Regions from separate parts of the Zea mays genome. Here region 1 is linked to region 2. Evidence: chromatin contacts called from public Hi-C data. All regions are on one chromosome and are shown on one strand. Each heading gives the region's core, a stretch centred on a gene start, on an enhancer-like site or on the middle of the called end of the contact. The rest is flanking DNA. Distances are from core to core; before and after follow the strand shown.

Evidence for each region. A called contact is a pair of places that touch in the nucleus more often than the background predicts.
Region 1: a contact with region 2 is called in a Hi-C map of ear, with 4 times the contacts expected there. The contact joins the promoter of LOC100281836 here to the enhancer-like site in region 2. A contact is called at or near these places in 2 of 25 Hi-C or Micro-C datasets (ear and tassel).

The regions. Positions count from the first base shown.
Region 1 is chr5:92,658,058-92,664,515 of Zm-B73-REFERENCE-NAM-5.0, reverse strand. LOC100281836 reads right to left here and starts at 5,034. Exons shown (of 8, transcript NM_001154756.2): 1 at 4,731-5,034; 2 at 4,498-4,622; 3 at 4,362-4,399; 4 at 3,827-3,937; 5 at 2,459-2,538; 6 at 2,196-2,232; 7 at 1,644-1,685; 8 at 595-1,088. The coding sequence starts at 4,970. The coding sequence ends at 1,021.
Region 2 is chr5:92,457,204-92,463,754 of Zm-B73-REFERENCE-NAM-5.0, reverse strand. No RefSeq gene overlaps it. Among protein-coding and RNA genes, the nearest start is that of TRNAE-CUC, 23 kb to the right of the region's middle. Within about 2 kb of position 1,839, at least 15 of the 20 cell types and tissues checked have an H3K27ac peak or open chromatin away from gene starts, as enhancers often do. A contact at or near this core is called in ear and tassel, where this site is marked.

The DNA of each region.
Region 1 (6,458 bases), core at 3,785-6,284, 200 kb before region 2:
CACCGTGGAGATCTTGTTGGTGACCCGACTCAAGTTTGTAAGCGGTCGTGAGGGATCCACTGCGCTGGAGTGGCAAAGGATCATCTCGTTGTGAGCACTTGGTTCTTGCGAGGACCAAGGGGGAGTGATACCCTTGCGAGGGTGCTCCAACGAGGACTAGAGGAGAGTGCCGACTCTTCGATACCTCGAGAAAAATTGGAGTCTTCTAAACCTTGCTTTACATTCCGCACTTAATTAAAACATTTTACATTGTGTATTTGTTTAGCAAGTATTTGAAATATTGTCTTAACATTGTTGTATTTCTATTATTATTCTCTTAGTGATAGTTATCGGGGTGAAGTTGGACTCTTGCTTAGATTTTAATTAGTGTTGATTTTTAGAAAAGTCCAATTCACCCTCCTCTTGGGCATCGTGATCCTTTCAAAACTCACTCAATTCCGTCTAATCCACGTGGATTCAAAATAAAACGAACAGACCCTAATACATGCGATCCGACGCTACACCGGAACTATCAGTGGTCAGCTTCTAGGCTTCAGCATTATACGTACTATGAAAATATGAATGCACTTCAGGTCATCATCAACAACCAAAATGGATATAGCAAATATTCAGGCTCATTATACTTGAAAACAATAGAATTACATTAAAAAAGGCCGAAACCGTGAGGCTGGATTAACAAGAGAAACGGTAATGGTACAGTAATTCATGAAGTGAAGGATTTTACATCACCACCAGCTGGTGCTGAACCTTCCCGTTGGATCCAGCTAACTGCCCTTGGCAGGAGCATCTACAACCAATACCCAAAGTGGGTTATCTTACTTATCTAGAGCCCTGGTATCGCAAGCCCAATATGCCTCAGGGTCAGGGCAGGACCAAGAAATGTGGTGAAGTTCACATTCCCAAGGCAACCCTACGTCTCAATGCCACCTCGAAGTATCATCTAGTAAAAGCAAAGTTCAACAGAAATGCTGTGCCAGCAAGTTGTCTTGGAACCGACGTGGTAAAATGAGCATCGTTTGATCACTTTGTTTTTCTTCTCGATGCAATCTCCGCTGCCCATGCTTTTCCCAAGTCTGTCTGAAATTTGCCTGCATGGGAATTAGGTGCGGGGATATGGTTTTGTTACACAATGACTCTAATGCTAATAGCCTAGGCTAAGTTTACCATCCCCATATTCAAATTCCACTCTGCGAATAGTGCAATCTAAGTGCAAAACAGTGTTTTGGGTGGGTGAACTGCTGGACACGGTCTAATACAATGTAAAAATGAGATCAAACATAAGCACGTGATAAAAGAAAACCATAAAAGGCATAGGCATGTATCAGTTCATGGTAAAGAAAACCATTATAGGTGGTAGTGTCCAGTTTTCAATTAGCAATAATCATTCAGGCACTAATATGTTCTGAATTGCTGATGAATGTTTATATTATCTCAGGAAAACATTTTTAAGTGTAAGACCAAAAAAATGGCAACATCCTTCTCAGCTTAAATGAACTGTTCAAATTTATGTACAGGATGCTCATGAAAATTGAGAAGAGCAAGATTTATGTACTGGATTGTCATGAAAATTGAGAAGAGCAAGATTTATGTACTGGATACTCATGAAAATTGAGAAGAGCATAACAGAAAGAGAAAAATCACACCTGCTGTTGATTGGAAGAATTCTTCAAGGTCCCGTCCTTGCTCTGAAAATTTTAAAATACATAGGCGTAAGTGTGATACTGTTAACCCCATCTATCAACAAGGAGTTCACCAGGTGTTAAGTGATAGTACATTGATCATATGTATCACTTCTCACACCCAGAAGGCCGTGGAGCAAATTAAATAATGGTGTAAGCACAGATGGGCAGATCTAGGGCGGAGGCTGCCACATGAGTGGGGTCTTGAGATGGGATAAATCGAGACAAGCCTCCCCTGCAAATGCAGAGAGGCTGTTTCGAACTGGCAACATAGTGACTTAGTGAGACTGCCCTCACCACTACACCAGGCCTACCCAATATAAGCACAAATGATGCAAAGAAAAAGATGTGCTGTATTTGAAATGTGAAATGTGAGCTGATTTTACTATATACATTTATTTGGTTATTACAACAAGAATATTTGATGAATGCATTTAAATAGTTGTGGTTTGTACTTTATAGCTACTGTGCATGGGAAATGTTAGTTCAAATATTCAAGCACCAGTATGAACTCACCCTTTTCATACTCCAGAGCTTGAAGTATCATCTCAACCTGGAAATATAACAGTGCAACAAAGGATTACAGCATGCAAAGGAAAAGGAAGAAGTGGAGCCATATGGGTTAGGGCCATAAATCATAATGATTGCCTACATTAGTTAAATATCCTGCCAGTTATATGCATTGCCTATTGAATGATCACAAGAACTACCATCTGATAGCTTCAGACAGACGTTGCAATCATGCCACCAACTTGATGGATTGAAATATGAAACTGTACCTTGTCAAAATCTTTGACAACCTTCGCTTCCAAAGACGCATTCTCCTCATACTCCATCCAAAGTTCACGAATTTCTTGTGCTGCAAGACAACAGCATGCAGATAAAGGCAAGTATTTATTATATATACCATGTCAAAGATCACATGAACTCTTTAGTCTCGCCTGTACAGAGAACATCCTTTTATCCTGCATGAAAAACTGTTTCCAAAAGGCTGCTAAGATACTTTATTTAGTTCTAAAAGGTTCACTTCACATGTAAGGGATGCTGGATCTCTCCAATATTTTTTAACGATTAATGATATGAATAATGAGAACACAACCAGAATACTAGAATTCTATGTTGTGAAACTCTTAGGGAAAAAATGTTGGATGCTATGATAGCCATTTGAGCATAAATAATTTACGATCCATAATGCTTCAAGGTAGAAAATCATTAGAGATGGAATAATATTATCACCATCAATTACAATATCATGTTCAAATTCCAAAACTCATAGTCATCAACATTTGCTGAATATAAACTCTTCGGTTTTGGCTTCTACAAAAACATCCCTTATCTTTTCAACCTCCATTTCAAAATGTAGGGCGTAAGGATTCAAAAAAGTCAATGAAACTAGTCAAAATATTTGTATATTTATTGCACAAAGATAAATCTATAGATTCATATTTCACATGCATTTTAGTGAGACATTGCTTTTGTAGTAATTGATAATATATTGAGTTCATATATTGCAAGGGAAATTATTGGATAAAGCATATCTTTGAATGAAATTCTCAAACACTAATACACCTTATAAAAAGAAAAAGAGAAGTATAAATAACAGTTTCTCTGGAAATAATCTGAGTGATTTTAAGTTACCAAGAGTTTCCTTGACACCTAACTAAGGGATGTGAATACTCTAAGAATTATCCAATACTTATTTAAACTATGTATCAAAAAATAAGAACAAAAGCTGCCCGCTGGATTTCTACAAAATAATTGCCAGGTTATGATCTGCTTCCCTGATGGAAGTGAAAAGTATCGGATGGAAAAATGACCATCTAAGAAATAATAATAACAGATGAATAGCTTTTCAAGGGTAAAATAAAATATGTATATGACCTGCAAGTACTATAGTATTGTATTCACAAAATTCATTGGCATCCACATATTGTTCTTTTTTCCTTGAAACTATGGTACTATGCACACATAATGGGATCATTAAGTCTAGACTATTGAGTAATCTAGAAAGATGATGCCAGTGTGCAATAGCACCACATTCATTTCATATATAACTAAATCATGAAAAGACAATTTGAGGCATAAGATGCCTAATTAACTACAGCATAAAATGCTAATGTATCACAATTGCAAGTTTCAGTATTCACCTCTTGAACCACCACCAAGCAGCTCGCACATATGGTCCAATGCTTCTTTCTCCCTGCGGTTCTTCTCTTCCTTGGGTACATTATCAGAAGGGGTGATGTCACCAACAATTGCTGGAGTACCAAAAGAAAAAACAATTGAAATGAGTCAACTGAACCCACATCCTCATAGGCAGTTAGTTCCAGAAACAGGCAAGCTGGCTTAGGAACAGCAGCAAGAGTCCATATGAGCGGAGGGCAAAATCATGTGTTCATTTCTAAGCTGAGCATGCTTCTGAATGAAAATAGGAAAATGTGCACATAGTTTAAAGTTTTACACTTTGGCTAGCAGAGGTCAAAGAACCAACTAATTGGCACAAGTACTTGAACACACATCCTACATTCCTACTACAGGTCTCCAGTCCAGTGGTCTAGTTACCATCTACCAACATCTCAGGTAGTAATAGGCTCGCATATTCACAAAATTGCATCCCTCATCTCACACAAAGCCCCAAAACTTCAGTGAAGCCGTCTAGACGGAAGTCTTTTGAGACCATACCTTCTGCAATGTCGTGCACAATCGCCATCTTGACACACCTGTAATTGAAGGGATAAATAAACAGTGTATGAAAACGGAACCGTAAGAAGGCTAAATACTGCCGAGCTAGACTTGAGAGCGAAACTGTCAGGATCACCTGTCGCGGTTGACGCCGGGTAGATCGGCCGCGACGAGCGCCATGACGCCCATCCGGTACATGTGGTCGGCCACCGACTCGGGCGCCTGCACCCCGCGCTTCACCCACCCCGCCCTCTTGGTCGTCTGCAATTACATCCACAATCTCATCCATCGCGTCACATTTCCATCCATCTCAACCAAGCCGGCCCGTGGAAATGCGAAGCGACTAAACAGGGGCGCTCAGTCGCTCACCTTGAGGCGGTAGCAGAGCGTGAGGAAGTCGATGGCGTTGGACGCCGAAGGGGCCGGGGCACCGGCGTCCACCGATGCGGCGGGGGTCGGGGAGGAAGAGGAGGACATGGCGGCGGCGAGGCGGTGGGGGAGCGCGCGGTGAGCCGGGGCGAAGGGGACGGGGTGCTGTGGGGGCTTGGCGGCGGCGAGGGTGGTGGCGCAGAGGGAGGAGAGGGAAAGGGCTCGGCTCCCACCACCCATCGTTATTAGCTGAGGCCGGAGTAGGCGGAGGAGCGGTGGGCAGCGCAGGGCAGGCTCCGCGGATGGCGGGGTGGTCGCTCGCGGAACCGGCGCATGCCCGCCCGCGAGCCCGTGGCCCAGCTTGCGCGGCGGGCGGACCGTGGATCACGTGGGGTACTGAGGTTCTCCTAATTTGGGCCCCAGCGCACGGGGATCGATCGCGCTAGAGGGTCGATCCTTTCCTTTTTCATTTTCGGCTGCCGGGCCCATTCGGCCAATCCGGATTCCGGAGTCTGCAATGTTGCGGATAGCCCATGGTTGGCCAAGAATGCGGCCCGGCCCGTGAGGGGTCCACCCCCACGTGGAAATAACACCAGCCCATCAATTTATATGTCTTTGAGTCTGAATTTTAACCCAGCTAAATCTGTCGAGAACTTACAGCAAGGGAAGAGATTAAGCGCTGTTTGGATCAAAATATTAGACTCACTTATCCAATAAAATAGGTAACACAGAATTTTAGATGATATTATTTACAGAGTTGCGTTTAATATAGGAATAAAATAGAGGATACAATAGGGGATCAGTTGGAGATGGCCTTATACTATCAAAAAATCTTATGTGGGCTAATATCAAACGAGAAGCTCTAGTCTTCTATATAACAAGGAAATAGTTTTTTGTGCTTCTGCCTCGACAAAAAGAGAATAAGCCCTCCATTGCTGAGGAGAGGGTTCAAGGTCTGAATTTGGAAATTGCACCACAGCAAGTCCTCCCGCCTTGCCTAATTGTCTTACATGATAGGCTTCGTTTCCGTTCGCTGAATAAAGAAGCACGGTATGTCGTTTTTGACCGCTCTAGACAATTGTTTAGTAGATTTTGTTCAAACTAGATTGTTTTCTCGCGGTCAGATACATATTGTAGAGTGATTTCTTACTGTCAGATACATATTGTAGATTGATTTATGTATACACTAGCATGTTAAATCCTGATGATTTGACCTGCTTAATATATCCAATCTATTACTTTTACTTAAAAAGCCATCGATGTCCTACTAACCGCGGGTCGTACGAATCACCCCGATGGCGAGGCTCGTGCGCCAGTCGCGTGCACTACACACCCACCCCACCGGTGGCCCACACGTTGCGTTCATGAATAGATCGGTCATGCCGGCTTCTAGTCGTACACTATGTCGGCGCCCCCAACTCTGCGCCTTGATGTCACACTGACCCACGCACCCATGCCCTGCTGCTGGTCACGCCATCTCGAGCTGAGATGGTTCACGCTGCGTCAGCCCACGGCGCCACCCCGCACTGGGTCGCGCTTGCTCGGCCAGCTGGGGCGCAGCTCGTCGGCATATGCTTCAGCCACGCCTCGTCAGCACGCCCTGGACCGGCTCCCGTGGGTCATGCAATTTATCTATTTAAATTTCTATTATTGATAATTAGCACGCCTAATTAACCTAAAGTTAATTTTGTGTGACGGACTATGGTTGAAGACAACAGAATTGATTCG
Region 2 (6,551 bases), core at 590-3,089:
ATAAAATACGCAAAAAATTAACCTCTTGATGGGAAGAGCTCGGCGACGACGACAGAGTGGTGGCAGCAGGAGGGCTCGGTTGCGGCCAGTCGACGGGAGCCGAGGGCGGCGGCGGACGACGGGACGGAGCCGACGGGGGCGTGGCTCGACGGGGGTGTGGCTGCGGCTGGGGCGGGCACGGCGGGGTGGGCGGGCGGCGCGGCGGTGGACGGCGGCGACCGAGCGAGAAGGAGAAGAAGAGAAGAAAATAAGCTGTTATTTTCGACGACTGTGTCAGCGGTCGCCGAAAATAATCGTGTTTTCGGCGGCTGTGTCAGAAGCCACCGAAAATAAGTTCTTATTTTCGGCGCCTAAGCCCTGGCCGCCGAAAATAACCTTGGCCGCTGAAAATGGTGTGTAGTGTTGTTGTGACATATTTTTCACCATTGGCCATCTCAACGGTATCCGCTTGCAATTTGGATTCGGTTCATCCTCCGCGGTCGCATAATTCGGTTGTCGTCGCCTTATTGCTACCACATGACCGTGGCCCCTACAAGCATCACCCCTTGGGTGCAAACGACCACTTAGGGTTCGTTTTGTATAGGACTTAGATTTCTGGAAAATCTAATTCTAGCGGTAAGCTATAAGAAAGTTGTTAAGTTGACAGTTGTAGGAAAGGCAAAATATGTTTCGTTGATATAACTGTCAACTCTAGATTCTAGAACATGATATGTTGGTAACATGAATGACATGATTCTAAAAAATATAGGGCATGAGATAATTTTGAATTGAACTAAATGAATCTATAGATTTTCAAGAACATATTCTGTTGTTGTACCCATTTGATTGAGATTTCAAAATTTTAACAGCGAATCTGGTTTAGAAAGCTAAACCTAGTTCAGAAAGTTGACCCAAACACACTCTTACCTTCTACATTGGGGCACCGGTGGATAGCCGATACAGTACCAGCAGGTAGAGATGGCAACATGTCGGATTTGGGTCGGGTGGAGCAAGAATCCTCGGGTTTCGGGTCACATACGGATTTTTACTCATTATGCACTTGTAAACAATAATTCAGCTATAAACAATTAGATACCGACAATAATTAAGTTATATATGCGTATTATAAGACTTCTCACATTGAGCAACAAAAAACATTTTATGAATCATTAGACAAAGTCACTTGTTCAAAATAATTACTATTATATCTTAATCATTTTTATATTTATATAAAATAAAAAATGAATTAAATTTTAGACCGAACACGAATCACAAAATAGAAACTCGTGCCCACAACTACGAAAGTACGGGTTGGAGCTAAGATTAAAATATTCATCCATACCTATATAACCGCATCCATTGGATCACGAACCACATCCCCTACGACCTACCAGCAGCAAGCAGCACGACCCGGCGGTGGCTGCGAAGACGTACACTGTGGTGCACCAGCAGCACCACAAGTACACGTACGTACGAGCACACTGCACACCTATATTTAGGAAATCCAAGAATGCTGCACGTATATTTTTTTTCCATATCGGGGAGAAGAGAAAGGACTGCATATCGACGTGCGCGTTTAACGCGTTGTTAATCACACGAGGTTCCAAACGTTAAATAATCTGGCTACGCACGAAACATCATAATTCATAACAAATTTACAGGATTACTAATTCTGAGAAAAGTAAAGAACATGTTCTGTTGTAGTCTAGTTGGTCAGGATACTCGGCTTTCACCTGAGAGACCTAGGTTCAAGTCTTTGCAACAAAAGTTTTTTTTTGATTTTTTTGTGCACTTGTTCTCTCGAAAATGGGCTTGGCCCATTGAAGGCATGTTCTGGAAAATGGGCTTGGGCCATAAAAGGCATCATCTGGTGTGCCAGGTGGATAGAAGAGGGCAAGAGGCCTTATGGATTGAGGCCAAATTTTGGCCAGGTTTGACTATGTTTGAATTTGAAAATATATTTATTTAAATAACAATTTTGTTTGTTCATTGTGCTTATTTGGCGCCCAAATAAGACCTATGAACAAGGAATTTCTTTTTTTTTGACCAAATCAGACGTTGTTTGGAAAAAAATTAATGGCTTGTTTAAGATTATAAATAGTTTTTAATTAAATCCGGTTAAATCTAAAATGGGTTGACTGAGCACTACGCTAGAATGGCATGTTATTATTTGCGTATATGTATACCATATTTCTTTTCTTACATAATTAAGCTCTTGAGGTATATATTGTACAGCGATATAGTTACCGTGGCCCAAAACTTTATGTAACACGGAAAGAATCTACTCGTTATTGGGCAACTAACGTGTCTTTGTTCAAACATTTTTTAGGGCCAATAGATAGATCGATGGGAGAGAGACCCCAACATTTCTCTTAAGCCTCTGTGTTTAATAACAGCAAATCTGGTTTAGAAAGCTAAACCTACTTAAAAAAGTTGACCCAAACACACTCTTACCTTCTACATCGGGGCACCGGTGGATAGTCGATGCAGTACCAGCAGGTAAGGATGGCAAATGTCAGATTTGGGTCGGGTGGAGCAAAAATCCTCCCGTGATCGCACCCTCAAAGTCCACCTAAACTTGCCCACGATCGTACTCGCAGGTTCCATTCCAAACCCACACCCGAACATGTCGGGTTTCAGGTCACATGCGGGGTTTTACTCATTATACACTTGTAAACAATAATTCAGCTATAAACAATTATGTACCGACAATAATTGAGATATCTACGGATTTTAAGTCTTTTCACATTGAGCAGCAACAAAACATTTCATGAATCACTAGGTATATATCCGTGTGTTGCAACGGAGACACTTGTGCACGCATAGATCATTGTTTAGTGATGCAATGACACAAAATTTTCGATAAAATGTTAGGGACAACGATTACATGAAAACGATATTTATGTGGGATATATGACCATTGACCATTGATGCAATTACTATTTTTTGTCACATCTACTTGCATAATTCATATCTCTTATTAATTTTAGTAGGGTGTCGAGGCGCGGAGAGGGAGCGAGGAGGCGGAGAAAGAGTGCCAGCCACGGAGGTGTGACATGTGGACTGCTCGTATCGATTGTGTGGGAAATGAGCCTATTAAATGAGAATGGTGTAAACACGCTGGGGCCGGTGGAAAGATTGCAACAAAGATGGCATGATTATTATGTGAAATCTTCAAGCCATATGACCATTCGCACATTACATTCCAAAGTTTACCACACACAAACATATTTACTTTTCTATATACATTTCTTTTATTAATAACTTCCATGCATGCTTTAGTACTACTAAGAATAAATGAAAAAAATCAAATTCAAGGAAAAAGTTTTTTGCCCGAATATACTGAGTGGACAAAAAAAACATAGAAATCTTGAAACTCATAGACATTCAGTCCTGACATTATACACTTCACAAATATACACGATAATTACCATACGTACAAAACATGTACGTACCCGATGATCTGACAGATGTAACGCAACCGAGTTTAACATTGGAGCTAGGCCATATTGGCGATGAGGTAGCTTAGCTTAGCTTAGCGGTCCATCCCCTACATAGGGCAGTGGGTACAGTGGCGGCACCTTCACAAACTCCACACCTCCATAAGTGGTTTGCACCATTGTCCCCGGACACCTTCATAACGACGTTCTCGCCCTTGGCACCAGCTTGCTGCTAGCACAGACGCATGCATAAAGGAGGTGGTCCTCGGTTCACCGTCAGCTAGAGTTCCATCAACGATAGATTTAGCAGCAGTATGATAGATTTCACTAAACTGCACCTACTCCAACAACGACGACGCGCTTCCAGTTCACTGAAACTCACTTACACAGACCCAGTGTCTAATATTAAGAATAATAAAAGGGGGAGGAACCCTAAACAACATCACAAAGTCACATGTTGGATTTTTTGGAGAAAGATTTGGTGTTTCCATTTTATCACAATATCCACTACAAATGAAATACATGTACCTATTTTGAAAGAAATTGTTGTCTGATCTAGTTCATTCTTATTGTGAACATTATATTATTAATTTATTTGACTTTTGAAAGTCACCTAGAGGGGGGTGAATAGGCAAATCTGAAATTTATAAACTTTAAGCACAACTATAAGTCGGGGTTAGTGTTAGAAATATAACCGAGTCCGAAAGAGAGGGCGAAAAAATCAACCAAAGAAATAGAGCGGATGACACGGTGATTTATTTTACCGAGGTTCGGTTCTTGCAAACCTACTCCCCGTTGAGGTGGTCACAAATACCGGGTCTCTTTCAACCCTTTCCCTCTCTCAAACGGTCACCTAGACTGAGTGAGCTTCCTTCCTTGATTTCTCGGGTCACTTAGACCCCGCAAGGACCACCACACAATTGGTGTCTCTTGCTTCGCTTACAAGGCTTTGAGATTAAGAATGAGAGAAAGAAGAAAGCCAACCAAGCAACAAGAGCAACAAAAGAACACAAGTCGATCTTCTCGCAGGTCCTAAAAACTAGAGTTGAATTGTGGACTTTGATTTGATTGGAGGCTTTGATTTATGTCTTGGAGTGTTGTGTATTGCTCTTGTATTGAATGAGAAGTAGTGAATGCTTGGATGTCTTGAATGGTGGTGGTTGGGGGTATTTATAGCCCCAACCACCAAAATAGCCGTTGGGGAGGGCTGCTGTCGATGGGCGCACCGGACAGTCCGGTGCGCCAGCCACGTCACCCAACTGTTAGGGTTATGACGGTTTCGACCGTTGGAGCTCTGACAGCCTGGGCCACCGGACAGTCCGGTGTCGCACCGGACAGTCACTGTTCACTGGTCCGGTGCGCCTTCTGGCGCTGCTCTAACTCTGCGCGAACTGTCCGCGCACTGTTCACTTCTCAGCCGACCGTTGAAGTCGACCATTGTGCTTGGGAGCCGTTGCTCCGCTGGCACACCGGACAGTCCGGTGAATTATAGCAGAGCGCGGCCTCAGAAACCCGAAGGTGAAGAGTTTGAAGTCGATCCACCCTGGTGCACCGGACACAGTCCGGTGCGCCAGACCAAGGTTCTCTTTGGTTTCTTTTGCTCCTTTCTTTTGAACCCTAACTTCAATCTTTTTATTGGTTTGTGCTGAACCTTTGGCACCTGTAGAGCATGTAATCTAGAGCAAACTAGTTAGTCCAATTATTTGTGTTGGGCAATTTAACCACCAAAATCATTTAGGAAAAGGTTTGACCCTATTTCCCTTTCAATCTCCCCCTTTTTGGTGATTGATGCCAACACAAACCAAAGCAAATATATAAGTGCATAATTGAACTAGTTTGCATAAGGTAAGTGCAAAGGTTGCTTGGAGTTAAACCAATTTATTCTTTCATTGGATATGCATGGATTGCTTTCTTTCTTTTAACATTTTGGACCACGCTTGCACCACTTATTTTGTTTTTGCAAATAGTCAAAGGTATATGAATAAGATTGCAAGAAGCATTTTCAAGATTTGAAATTTTCTCCCCCTGTTTCAAATGTTTTTCCTTTGACTTAAACAAAACTCCCCCTGGATGAAATTCTCCTCTTAGTGTTCAAGAGGGTTTTACCAATTGAAAAAAGATTAACTATACCAATTTGAAAAATACTAACCAATTGAAAAATCCTCCTTTAAATATTTCATCATAAGATACCAATGGAAAACTTCATTTTAAACTTTGAGATTGGTGGTGGTGCGGTCCTTTTGCTTTGGGCTAATACTCTCTCTCCCTTTGGCATTAATCGCCAAAATGGAGTCTTTAGAGCCCTTTTTACTTCCTCCCCAATGGTACAAGTAAGTATGAGGGAAGATTATACCAAAGTGGAGAGCGGTGCGGAGTAACGGTGAAGGATAAATAATACCGATAGAGTGGAGTGGAAGCCTTGTCTTCGCCAAAGACTCTATTTCCATTTCAATCTATGACTTAGTAGAAATTCACTTGAAAACACATTAGTCATAGGCATAAAGAGACATGATCAAAGGTACATAAATGAGCTATGTGTGCTAAGTATTAATCAAAATTCCGAGAATCAAGAATGTTGAGCTCATTCCTAAGTTTGGTAAAGGTTTTCTCATCTAGTGGTTTGGTAAAGATATCGGCTAATTGTTCTTTGGTGCTAACATAAGCAATCTTGATATCCCCCCTTTGTTCGTGATCCCTCAAAAAGTGATGTCGAATGGCTATGTGCTTAGTGCGGCTGTGTTCAACGGGATTATCCGCCATGCGGATTGCACTCTCATTATCACATAGGAGAGGGACTTTGCTAAATTTGTAGTCATAGTCCCTAAGGGTTTGCCTCATCCAAAGCAATTGCGCGCAACAATGGCCTGTGTCAATATACTCGGCTTCGGCGGTAGAAAGAGCTACTGAATTTTGTTTCTTTGAAGCCCAAGACACCAGGGATCTTCCAAAGAACTGACAAGTCCCTGATGTGCTCTTTCTATCAATTTTACACCCTGCCCAATCAGCATCTGAATAACCTATTAAATCAAAGGTGGATCCCTTGGGGTACCAAAGACCAAACTTAGGTGTATGAACTAAATATCTCAAGATTCTTTTCACGACCCTAAGGTGAACTTCCTTAGGATCGGCTTG